2 separate regions of the Mus musculus genome follow, and region 2 is linked to region 1. Evidence: chromatin contacts called from public Hi-C data. All regions are on one chromosome and are shown on one strand. The core of a region is the stretch at or near the end of the contact, and the rest is flanking DNA. Distances in the headings are between cores, read along the strand shown. Region 1 holds the start of Fyb (FYN binding protein). Region 2 overlaps Rictor (RPTOR independent companion of MTOR, complex 2).

What was found. A called contact is a pair of places that touch in the nucleus more often than the background predicts.
Region 2: a Hi-C map of group 2 innate lymphoid cells shows a contact between it and region 1, with 2.0 times the contacts expected there. The contact joins the enhancer-like site here to the promoter of Fyb in region 1. A contact is called at or near these places in 1 of 39 promoter capture datasets (macrophages), 13 of 484 Hi-C or Micro-C datasets (CD4 T cells, the G1E-ER4 cell line, the HPC-7 cell line and 9 more), 1 of 115 datasets of contacts at active chromatin or transcription factors (the SCID.adh cell line) and 1 of 9 other capture datasets (adipose tissue).

Annotation. Positions count from the first base shown.
Region 1 is chr15:6,576,133-6,582,805 of GRCm38.p6, reverse strand. It overlaps Fyb (FYN binding protein), which reads right to left and starts at 2,959. Exons shown (of 18, transcript NM_011815.5): 1 at 1,760-2,959. The coding sequence starts at 2,858.
Region 2 is chr15:6,722,415-6,729,087 of GRCm38.p6, reverse strand. The region is part of intron 2 of Rictor (RPTOR independent companion of MTOR, complex 2); the gene reads right to left. Among named protein-coding and RNA genes, the nearest start is that of Rictor, 17 kb to the right of the region's middle. Within about 2 kb of position 2,472, at least 39 of the 459 cell types and tissues checked have an H3K27ac peak or open chromatin away from gene starts, as enhancers often do. A contact at or near this core is called in Th1 cells, group 2 innate lymphoid cells and regulatory T cells, where this site is marked.

The sequences.
Region 1 (6,673 bases), core at 1,710-4,209:
TGAGTTAGAGAAACACATCAAACTGGGCACATTTTAGTAACTCAAGAGGAGAAGCACTTTCTGTGGACAAACTGCCCTTGAAGAGACCAGTGTTGGGAATAACACGCTATGGGAGCCTGGCTCTGTGATCTTTCTCCACTTCTAGTAGAATTGGATGGCTTCTTGGCCTCAGTCAGAACCAGGTAGCACAGTCTAAGGGTGACAATGCCCTGCGCTGCCTAGACTGTACCTTATTTTCTTGCTCACCTTTGTACTAGGCAGAGAGAGCCTATGGGAAGATCTTCCAGAGACAATGATTATGCCTACGCCTGCTTAAATCAGACTCGTTTTTGTTTGTTTCTTTTTAAGGGAGAGTCTCATGTAGTCCAGGATGACTTCTAACTCGGTTCCAAGACTTTGAGCTTCTGATCCTCTTGCCTTCAACTCTCAAGTCCTGAATCACAGGCCTGTACCATCACGCATAGATTCAGACCAGTGGCTCTCAACTTGTGGATTGACCTTCCAAGGGCTCACCAAAGACCCTCAGAAAACACAGATATTTACACTACAATTCCTAATGGTAGTAAAAGTACAGTTATGGAGTAGCAATGAAAATAGTTTTAAGGTTGGGAGTGGGGTCACGAGAAAGTGAAGAACTGATTTCAAAGGCTGCAGCATTAGGAAGGTTGAGAACCACTGCTCTTGATGACACTTTGGAGATGCATCCGACTTACAGTGGTATCGTCTCTCGTAAGTATCATTCTCTTTCCATCTCACAATGGACAGCACTTGGGTAACATTTGCTAGGATATTAATCACCGCAAATATGGGAGAGCTTTTCTCATCAAGACACAGGGTGTCAAGTCTTTACCGAGACTTTCAGTATCAAATTCTACCACATGCCAAAACATTGCAATGACATCTTGGGAAGAAAACCGGGGGCTGGTTTTCTTGAAGGGCAACAAGGCACCCATTGTCTGCCTTTGTTTTCTAACTGTGTATTCCTTTGTAAACTGGAATAGTACAGATGTTTCTGTTTTGGGAAAGTAAACAAACAAACAATCAAGAAACCAACAAAACAAAACAAAACAAAACAAAAAAACCAAAAACAGCTAGAATACAAAGCATGGTCTCCTAAAATCCCTGCCACTGTCCTATTTGAATCTTGGGCTTAGGGGACATGATGAACAGTGTAGATATTTGAAGTGACTTAGAAGAGGAGTTTCAACTTCACAACATTGACATTTTGGCCTGGATAGTTCTGTGAAGGACAGGAGTAAGTGGCTCTATTTACAAAATATCATTAGCTTCATCCATTGTGACAATCAAACATGCCTCCAGAGAATGCACACATCCTTTGGCTATCAAATTTGATTCTTTCTAGAGTACTGACTTAGACTACTCTCTTCTCTCTGTCAACGGGCAGCATAACTTCTTCAAGTTACAGAAATGAAATACAACCAAGGGAATAAATGCAATGGTTATCCTTAAGCAAAACCAACTATCCGTTAAATAGGTATATTTCTTCCCTATTGTCTCCCTAAAATGTCAGTGCTCCCCACCCCAAGGTCCTTTCTTACAGAATGCTCAACCAGAACTTGGATTTGCTACTCTCTCAGACCTCCTACACAACGGAAAAAAAAATGCCAAAAGAAAATTGACCCTATACTCACATGAGCATCAGTTATGCAATCATTCCTTGCTCTAAAGTTTCCCCCAGGAGCTGAAACACTCAGTTGTGTGAGCAAACCACAGCTACCAGCAATGAGAAACAACTCACTGTTTGCAGAGTCAGCCTTTCGGAATCTGGTCAGGTCAACGTTGGGTGGTCTGTTGGGCTTGGGTGGAGGCGGGCCCAAGACGGACAGGGGTGGCAGGGCCTTCTGCTTCGGGGTTGCAGAATTCTTGTCTCCTTCTTTCTCCTGACTTTGGCCCCACGGTGTCCCCGCTGTCAGCTTGGAAGGGGCCTTAGGGAATCTGGCCGGCTCTTCTTGATTCAGTTTGTTCAGAAAGATGTTCTTTGCAAGGTCTGTTTTCCTATCTTCTTTTTTTTCTTCAAAGTTTTTGGAGAGACCCGGGCTCCCTCTGCTCGCAGCAGGTTTCAGAACCACTCCAGGAAAGGGTGAACTTGGTGCTCCATGGTCTTTATCCTCTGGGTCTTCCTTAGGTGGTTTGAAAGGGGCGCCCTTGGACTTGGCGCCCAACTGCACTGGGGATCCTTTCTGGACAGGCACGTTCTTAGAAGTGTTCTCTTCCTGGGAGTCCTCTGTGCTTAGGGATGGCTTCTGGCCAAAGGTGTGTCTGGGAAATCGGGGTTTGGAGTCAGTATCTTGTGCCGCTGGCATGAACTTGCTCTTAGCTCCAGCTACCTTTGAGAATCCTGGCTTCAGTTCGTTTTCTGGGACTGGGGGAGCGGGCCCTGGCTTCGGTCCTGGCGTCTTTAAGTCAGACTCTTGGTTCAAATTGTGAAGTTTATTCCCAGGTGGCCGTAAAACCACAGGTTTGGAATCTTCTTTGGTCAAGCTGGTGGGTTTGGGGCTTACAGGTTTCAGGAACCCCACTTTGACCTCAGGGTCTCTAGAAACTGAGTTTGGCTGTGTTCCAAATCTTGGGCTCCCTCCAGTAGGTTTTAAAAACGGGGGTTTAGGTTCCTTCTCAGGCTTCTCCTCGTAGGTAGGTTTCGCTGCCAAGGGTGGTTTTGTGGTCCCAAATTTAGGCATGCTGCTGGGTCCTGCGGGCGGGCTGGCATTTCCTTGGTTGTCAAATAAATTCTTTCTTGATTGTATTCCAGAAGGCGAGCTTTGTCCTGCAACTTTGAAGGGCCTGCTGCTGGTGGCGGCCTCCTCTGTCGGGTTACTCCCCGTGTTGAACTTCGCCATGAGGGATTTTACATCTGTTTTTCCATCCTACAAGCACAGGGAACAAAAACCAGCTGAGAGTCAGAAATCTCACTTGCAATTTAAAATACTGTACCTTCAAGGGTTTCCTGATCTGAGGCAAGAGTGCTGGGGTGCCGGCAAGCTGCTGATTGGTTGACCAGATATTGTAACATTTAAGTTCCTCTATGGCAAAACAAGTTGTGAATGTTTCTCGCGAAGGAAAGGCTAGGGCTGTGTTTAAACTTCTGTTGTTGGTCGTACAGGGACACAATCATTTATCTTAAAAAACGTTTCTCTTCTCTTTCCTGGTCTGCCTCGCTATCTTGTTGGAGATATCTGATTCTGTATTTGTTTACATTTTTTGCTTCACTGAAAAACATACAGCGGTGGCTACCAAATGGATTTTCCCACTTTTTACAACTGAGACTCATGTGGAAACTGGACTTCAAAACGAAAGTAGGCACTGTAAACTCAGGCTACATGCTTTTTTTTTTAACCCAGCAAAGCAATGCTTAGCATCAGTGTGCTGGCCCGTGCTTCCCTGTTCCTGTTGCGTTTAAAGTGCGTTTGCTGTCGGGGAGGTGTTACAGAACAGCCCAGCCCTTCTAAAACGAAAGAAGGTTTCCTTATTATTTGCAAATCCAGAGTGCTGTTGTGTGGCTGTATGCAGACTAACGGGACATGAGCTAAACCCACGGGACAGCATGGGCTGAACAACAGGCCAGCAGAAGGAATTGCCTCGTTTCCAGATCTTTCTCTTCAATAATGACTTTTACCAGTCCTCTGAGAGGTCCTGCCTCACCTGCCTTCCTCATAAGAATTAGGAAATTATGCAGTAAAGGTATCAGATAGTCACCCTTTTTTTTTTTTTTGTTGTTGTTAATATAGTCCCGTTTAACCTGGGAGAATTAATGGTGTCTTTACCCTTTCTTTCAAAAACAAGGAGTTTGAGCTGGAGATGAGGCTCAGCTGAGAGACAGAGAGAGAGAGAGGGAGAGAGAGAGAGAGAGAGAGAGAGAGAGAGAGAGAGAGAGAGAGAGAGAGAGAGAGAAAACCTACTTAGCATCTAACATCACTAAACCCTGTCTCATGTGCTCAGCATTCAATAAATCAGGTTGGTGGCGTACTCTGTAATGCAGGAGGTAGAGACAGGAAGATCAGAAGTTTATGAAGGTTAAGGTCATTCTTGGCTACACAGCAGGTTTGAGACAAGCCTAGGCTATGTGAGATCATGCCCGCCCCCCACACTCCCCCCCCCCAAAAGGATAAAAAAACAGGAAAAACTTCCAGGGCTCTAAAGCTTGATGAGAAATATGAAATGGTAGACAGAAGATATAGCTGGGTGATGGAGCAGGAGCTCAGCATGGGTAAGGTCCTGGGTTTGCTCCTTAGTGTACACACACACACACACACACACACACACACACACACGCACACACACACGTGCACGTAAGCGTGTGCACACACACACATGAGTACACGCATACACCCCCCCCCCCAAAGTTTTCTTTCTGTTTAGAAGGAAGTTTGTTTCTGAGAAAGAATTTCTGATTATCCCTTCCCCTCTACTAGTATTGTTCATATTCTTTATGTATAGCTTCTTTTAGGTTTATAAAACAAGGTGAAATAGCAAAGTGATTAAGAATGTCAGCTCGGGAGCCAGGTAGCAGGGGATATTAATGCGTTTTCTTATCTTCTCACTGCAAACAACGTCTAGGCGCTGCTCTTAGGCAGGCACGTGTATAAAGCAGTAGAGGACATTGGCACATCCGAGGGCTTCCTGTTTTTGTATAAAGAAGACACTTAGTGATCGTCTGCTCTCCCTCCTCATTGCACTGCTGGGGAACAAGGTCATTCATTCCCCGCTGTGGCAGCTTCAAGTCTAGCACATCCCAGGGGGAAAACCTTGAAATGTCTCTGGCCACGGTCAAGCACTGTGCCACATTTAGTTCCAAAAATATAGAAGTTGTACATTAAGGATGGAAGCTTTAGTCTTGGCTGCTAATCCAGATCCAGGAGAGCCTGCAAGTGTCGGAGCTAAAGGCACGGGCCTTGGAGTTATTGACTGAGGCTCAAGCCTTGACTTTGCCGTGTAGCATAGCATCTAGCAAGTGATCGACTTTTCCCAGTCTGCTTCCTTCATCTCTGAGATCAGAGCTGGAATTCCATTTCTCACTGGAGTTTTGTTTGTTTTGATAAAGACTAATAAACAGGTCAATACAAGTAGTTAGGTGTTTAGCTAAAGCACTTGCTTAGCAAGCACAAGGCCTTGGCTTTGGTCCTCAGCTTCAGACACACAATAGCAAACAAAAAGATCAAGGGTCGAATGTCACACATATGCAGTGATTTTTTTCTGCCATAGTAATGATTTCTAATTCATTCATAATATATCATTGTCTTTTCCAGACAGATCAAAAACTTGAAATTACTTACTGTCCCTGTGAACAAACACACTCGCAAATGACACATAGATAATGATGCTTAAGTTTGATTCACCCGTACTCTTGAGAGTTTTCACTGGGAAGGAAGGAGCAACAAGTTCCTTTGTGAGGAACACACACACACACACACACACACACACATGCATACACATAGATACACATAGATACACACACACATGTGTGCATATACACACACACAAATACCTTGCACACAGATCTACCTTTCCACCTTCTGTTTCCACTTAAAAATTGGGAGCCCCCCACCCCCAAAGCCCAAAATCAAATCAAACCAAAACTCAAACAACCTGGAAGCCCGTGCTTCTGGACTTTGCTTTCTTCTGGCAACCTTGTGGGTTGTAGGATTCCTGTAAAGCTTGGGTTGTTAAATATTCCCCATGTCAGCTCTGCGTTCTCTCTTTGCATAGAGAGGTGTTTATTATTTCAGGACCTTCCTTATCCCCACTACCCCAAATGTCACTATATCTCCCTGGCTGCCTGGAACTGGCAGCGTATACCAGCCTGGCTTTGAACTCACAGTGCTTATCCCACCCTGCCAAGAGTGCTGGGATCCCGAGGATGTCCCGCTTCTCTTGGCATTTAAGCGCTTAGCCCTGTAAAGGTGAGCTGAGCTCTGTCCTACCTGCTCAAGTGCTGGGTATCAGATGGAGAGCTTGGAGTCGGGAGCTCTCCCAGGGAGCTACGTTCCGGCCTGTTTATTCCAAGAGGCATTTCATGGTCTGGAAGACCTCAGAGCCTTATGTTTTAGGTAAATCAACATTTCATACCAAGTTACCCAAATTTCTCTTTGTAAGTCATGTGAAGGGATTTTTTTTTGATTATTTTTAGTTGATACATGCCTCTATTTTACTATGACCAAATACTTGACAAGGGGTGACTTGAGGGTGAAGAACTTATTTTGGCTCGTGATTTGAGGGTACAACTCTTTCTACAGTAGTGTACTGTACTTTTAAATAGTGTGCTCTCTAGCATTCCCATGCCCCTAGATATGCATCTACGGAGCTGAGTTCTACCCTCTTCTGTATCACATCATTGATAAATATTTGAGGGGATAAAAGGCTATTACCAGAGATGGATTTTGAAATTCCCTGTTGTTTTAAGTCATTCTCTTCTTTTCGGCTTAGGTATTGAATCAGTGGGATTCTGACGGTGAGTCGCGTGCTCTACTTCCAGGCCACATTCTTAACACTTGCCAACATTTTAAAATACAAAAGAAATAAAAGATTCATGAATGATGGGTAGCTAATGCAAATCTAAAGTAACCTGGAAGCTCAGTTTTGACCTTTGTAAGGCGTGTTCTTCATTCTTGCAATTAAAGCAAGGGGGGAATGAATCATTTCAGTGGGTGTTATTATT
Region 2 (6,673 bases), core at 1,223-3,722, 150 kb before region 1:
TCACTTAACTTCACAGGGATCCACTTTTCTATCTACAGTGAAAACAGCAACGACTACTCAATAAATACTAACTATAATTAAAAGTTATTTGCTTAGCAATAGGTTTTTATGAATCAATCATGAAAATTATGTGGTTAGCTCAAGCAAATGTTTCATATATGCATGTTTAAATTAATAGATTTTATTATAGAGTACTTTAATGCATCACTTCCATGATCTAAGATTTTATCATATTTAAAGTACAATTATCTTTCAGAACTGTATAGTGATTACACAGCCCATACAGAAATAGTAAAATCACAATGCTATATGAATACTAGAAAATTATGATGTTTCCTATTTAGTATGAATGGCTTGAAATCATTATTTAACAGACAAGGGATAATACAGTAATTATAGTAATAAATCTACCTAAAATAGTTATTATATAATAAAATTTCAAACGAACCCTTAAAGAAATATATGTGTTAGAAAAGTAAATTATAATAAACTAATGTGAATTTAATGGTACAAATAAGATAAGGGAGCATGGTGCTGTTATTAATATATGTGAATTTAATGGTACAAATAAGATAAGGGAGCATGGTGCTGTTATTAATATATTGCTGACTGCATTTAGCAGCTTCGAGAATACTTTCAAGATTCCGTTTTTAATCTTCTATCCTACAGTTTAGCTTGTCTTTAATTTCTCAACCTTCTTTTTACCTAAACTCAATATTCTGGATGAGTTCCTGTGTGCACTGGAGCATTATCTGTATATACTGTTTTTTATTCCTTTTAAACAATAAAAACGAGAGTAAAAAATCAGGTGAGCATTTACCCAAAGGCTTTCAAGTCTCACAAGAACATTAACATCTTATTTACAACTACAGGGACCAACAGTCTCGACCATAAACTGATTTTCAAGAATTATTTTCTGTATTACAGCAGAGCTGAGCATGGGTGGTCACTGCACGGCACTCCTCATTAGGCTAAGGTAGCACTGGCACAGGAAAGAGAAATAAATGCCTGGGCTTACAGGTCCCCTGCTGAAAGAGGGGAAAGCTAAGAGTCAGGGAAGGAATGGCTGAAGGAAGGACACATGGAAGGAAGAAAGAAAGGGCAGTAGAAATAGGAAGAAATTATTTTCTTAATAAAACTAGGCTGTTGCGATAAAAGTACTCGTGACAGTGGAGGTTTAATTTTACTAAGTACTGCATGTTTTACTTCTCCGGTAGCCCTGAGAAGCTAGCCAGTCAAAGTGCAGGGATGTGGGAAGCAGTTTACAAAGGATGACAGTAGCACAGTGTTAGAGACCTAAGAAAGTGTCAGTGCCTCCCAGTATTTGGGAGGTCTGCCTGATCACCCGCCATTCAGAAGCCAGTCTAAGCCACATAGTGGGTTCAAGGCCTGCTTGAGTTACACACAAAGAAAGTGTCTAAAAACAAAGAGCTTGGCCAAAACAAGCAAACAAACACCACCTCATCTCAAAATGCAAACAAGCAACAAACAAGGAAATAAAAACAAACACCTAAAAATATAATAATCACTAGCCACTCAACATTTTAATGAATAACTGTATGTATTACTATAAATAAATTCATAAAAATGTAAAGTCCATCAAGCTGTTTCCTGGACTTGCTACTGGTGTCAGAGGTAGGAGGGACAATGTATAAAGACTCACAGATCTCACCGCTGATGATAAGCAAGTGTTTAAAAACAAAAATAAAAAATGCTTTGTTAGAGTTTCAGATGTTAGAGACTACTAGTCTCCATTTACAGAACACAGGAATATGCTACTTTAGGCTGACTTTGTAAAATTTGGCATTTATATAACAATAAAAGAAGAAAGAGAAAGAAAGGACAAGAAAAGAACAGGACAGGACTCCAGGTCAGCACTGTGAATGATAAAATATGAATTTACAATAGAACTTCAAATTAATTTTATGATTAGCTATAATGACAGCTGTAGTGTGTGTGTGTGTGTGTGTGTGTGTGTACAAAGGAACAAATCAAAGTAATGCTAGCTCAAAGTTCATCAACTTTCTAAATAAAGAGCCAAAAAATATATATAAAATAAAATTTCCCCCCATATTTAACTACACTTTATTGAACTGAAAAAGTTCCACATCTTTAAATCAGAACAAACATATTTAATGTAATTAAAACATAATGGGCTTTGCTCAAATTTGTCAAATGTAATTTTTAAAAATAGCAGCAATTCCTAGGAATACGAAAAGAACAAAAAAACGACTATAACTTTTTGCCTATTATCTGCCATCAGAACACCTGACTCCTGGGCCTGAAGATGGTGAACTAGTACCTGCAGTGTGAGTGTGGTATCCACAGACATGAAAGTCAGGTGTGACAGCAGCATGTCTGTAATGCCAGAGCTTGAGGGCAGGAAGGAGATGGGTAAGTCCCTGGAGCTCACTGACCTGCGAGCTTAGGAGAAGAGATTAAAGGCCATGTCTCAAAAAACTAAGAAGGGAAGGCACCTAATGTTTACCTTGTGAGTCACACACTTGATGTGGGTGTGTTCGTGTGCGTGCGTGCATGCATGCACACCCACATCAAATTCTTCTTTACCTCAGCCTCTCAAGTTAAAAGTTACCTAAGAACTAGGTAGAAAGAGCTACTGAATAGATGAAAAAGAAATCAAGTCCTTTCTTAAATTTTGCCTCTTTCTTGTCATAATATTGGGGAATATAGTACACATGTGTAGCAAATAAATGCCCAGAAAAAAAACGTAATTGTCCAGGTATGGTGGCACATGCCTGTAATCCCAGTACTTGGGAGATGAAGGGGCAGGTGTTAAAAACTCAACCTTGGACACAGGAAGTTCCAACCATCTTGGGCTACATAAGACCCAGTTTTAGAACAAAACACAGAGGATTGAATCAAACACACAAAGCACTTTTACTTTGTGCACAAGTATGTACTAAAAAATTTACAAAGGCCAATTTTCAGGCTACAGAAATTTCTGTCATTCAAAGAAATGTTGGTAACAATAATTTTCATGGTATTTTTTCTTGAGAAAATATGAAAAAAACCTACAATTTTGCTTAATGACTACAATACTGCATGTGCTGCTATCATTTCTATGTCAACCTTCATATCTTACAATGATAATTGCAAGGTAATTAGGCATCCACAGTCCTCTAATTAGGAGCCCTTTATTATAAGAGAAAAATTGTTTGCCTTTAAAATAACTCACAATTTAAATGAACCCCATGAAAGAACAGAACATCTGTGTCTAAATGCAAAAAACAATTAACTGTGTTATATACCCCAATAATGAGATTAACTCTACACCTAGTGAGATTAATTCTAAATCCTCTACAACTGCTCAGGAGCTGTGTGCACACCTTGCATATTCACACGTACTTTCCTGTTTGGTTTTCTCTATAAACGAGGCTGCAGCTCAGCCCGAGTCTAACACGTGTCATCTATGAATGTAGGGAGGCACACCACACTCAGAAACTAGTAACAGCCCAGAGGCACAAAGACATCTCAGCTCTGCAGTATACTCAGATGAGTGTGGTTTGAAACCTAGGAAATAGTACCATGCTACATTCTGCTATTTCCATATATTCTTTTTTTTTGTTTGTTTTTTTGTTTTTCGAGACAGGGTTTCTCTGTGTAGCCCTGGCTGTCCTGGAATTCTCTCTGTAGACCAGGCTGGCCTCGAACTCAGAAATCCGCCTGCCTCTGCCTCCCGAGTGCTGGGATTAAAGGCGGGCACCACCACGCCCGGCTCCATATGTTCTAATTCCTAAGTTCATTCTTACACTTCTCCTAATTATTTTGTCACATATCTTGTCTCTGACGTCTGTCTGAAATCTTTAAAACCTTTTCATTTTCTGTTTTTGAGACACTGCTCTTTGCTGCACTCCCCAGACACAAGTGAATGGGTTCTTTCCTTCTCTGCTCCTAACCCTCACCACCTACTCTCTGCTGTCGACTGAAGAACTAAAGAGTACAACATCCACCCAGCTCAAAGGCTGCCTGCCTGCTTTCCCTTTTAGCCTTTAAGACCACGGCTTTCCTGTCCTGGTCACTCGATGGCACGCATCTTTCCTGGAGCTCTCCTTACTCGTTCTCTGTGTTTCCCAGTGTTCCTCTCAGGCCTGTCTTCCCTCCGTCTCTAACACAGCCTCAGTCCTACCCTCTGCCTTCAGAGTTCTCTCTCCACCATGTCCATCAATTTTCTAACACGGAGGGAGAACAATGCCTTGAAACTTTAACTCTAAACTTTTATCTTCGACTACAGAAACAGATGTCAAGTATTTAAGTTGCAGGACCTGTCAACTTTAATAAGACCTCTATGATCAAAATAATTCATCTTAAAATGAAAAACAGCTTCTCAAAATTCCTTTCCTTATGAGATATGAAAAACGGAAATTAAGGCTCCAGAGTCTACTATATCTATGCATGTGGTTTGTAAATATCACTGACACACCTTATTACATATGTTTTAACATAGTTAAGTCAGCCTTTATCATAATTATGTCTTGCCTTCATATTCTAAGTTTTGACCAAGGTCTTGCAGATATTTTCCTATTTAGTATTCAGCAGATATCTTTTGGTTAGGTATAATCATTAATAACATCAAAAACATGGCATGCACAAAATCATCACACACAAAAAAATGTATTGGCTAATCTCAAGCCCCAAAAGGAAAAATGTTAAGCCTTTTCATGACAGTCTTAAGTCAGGTTAAAGAAAATTATACATATATATGGTGCAAATGGAAGTTGGTCCACTTATTTTAAAATGACTGTTTTTCTTTCCTACATTTCACTTGGACATTCCTAACAACTTCATAGCATTAAAAAAATCCAAACTTTTGACCACCAAAAGCTTTGGGCTATTGTAAACAAAATCACTATGGTCCATTTCTACCTATATTTTCCAAGAATAAAAGTGTTAGAACACAATATTCTGTGTGGTAGTTTAAATAAGATGGCGCCCACAATCTTAAGCATTTGAATACTAGTTGGTGGCATTATAGGAACAGTCACAGGAGACAGGTCTTTGCTGTGGGCAGGCTTTGACGTCACAAAAGCCACCTGAATTCCCAGTTGGCTCTCTCTGCTTCCTGTCTGTGAATGAAGTTGTGAGCTCCCAGCACTATTCCAGCACCCATGCTGGCCTACTTGCTGCCATGCATGCTTCCTGCCCATGATGGAACCTGACCCCTCTGACCATAAACTCCAAACAAATCCTTCCTTCTGAGTTGCTTTGGTCTTGGTATTTTATCACAGCAATAGAAGAGTACCTAGAAGCACTGTTAACATGTCTACATGATACATTGTTAACATGTCTACATGATACATTCTGACAATGCTCTTGCCACATCTGCTTCCATACTTCTGGTGATTATAATCCCCCATGTAGTGGAGAAAGTTTAAAGTGTGTGTGTGTGTGTGTGTACATATATATATGTGTATATGTGTATATATATATATATATACACATACATATATATACACACACACATATATATAATATATAGGAGTGCTCTGTCTGCATATACACTTGCATGCCAGAAGAGGGCATCAGATCCCTTAAATGGTTGTGAACCACCATGTGGTTGCTGGGAATTGAACTCAAGGCCTCTGGAAGAACAGCCAGTGTTCTTAAAGTCTGAGCCATCTCACCAGCCCCCATTTATCATTTTAAAATGTGAATTATTAGAGTATTCCAAAATAGTATTAGGGACAGCCTTGCTTAATTATAAATTATAATTTTCTGTTTTAGGTAAAACATGTTACTAGATACGCTACAGGAGATCAACATTAATAATAAAATTCCAGTCAGGCTCAAAAAGAATGAGTTTAAGCCAGGTAGCATTTTATCAGGTTATTGGTAGAGGAAAAAATAATAATTTCCAGAAATCTGGGGTTTCCAAGGTTGTAAAGTGACCATAAGCCTATATAATTAATATTACCCACTATAAATCTCGAACTTTACCACAAAGGTACATAAATAAAAGCTATAAAACAAAAGGCAAGGATTTCCCTCAAATTCTATGTTAGGAGGCATTCCCCCTAGGGCTCCCGAAAAGAGCTAAAGAGCTGTATCCCAAGAACAGCAGTCACAGTGGGCGCAGGACAGGCCCGAGGGGGCGGGGTCTGTGCGACTTCCAGAAGCAAGAAAAATTACCCTGGGGTTTTATTCAAAATAAAAAAAGTTCTGAGAATAAAAATACTAATCTCCCTGACTTCTACATGGCCTGCTTTGCCATATTCCCAAGGCTACTGACATCTAAATGAAAGCACCCAGCAGCACAACACAGCCCAGCCCAGCCCAGCGCAGGGATCACATGTGTGTGCAGAGCTGAGGGGAAGAGAAAGAGCCGGCCAATGCTCGCCACACCCCCTGCTTTGTCAGTCTAACCTAACTCTAGCCTTTCAAAATCACTTTTATAAAAAATGATATACAACTAACTGAATCCTCCTTAAGAGTACGGTCAGCACTATGTTATAATCTCAACCAGAAGCTGGCAGCGTGCCCATACCTACTCACAGTAGCTCCCTGTATAAATGAATGAGTGAATGAATGAATGAATGTAGCACTCCTACCTACAACAGAAAATTCACTGAAGTTAATGGTGTCTCAGGTATTCCTTGATAACTAAAAATATTAAAAAATGAGGGTTTACAAATCCATAGGTTACTAATGCAACCAT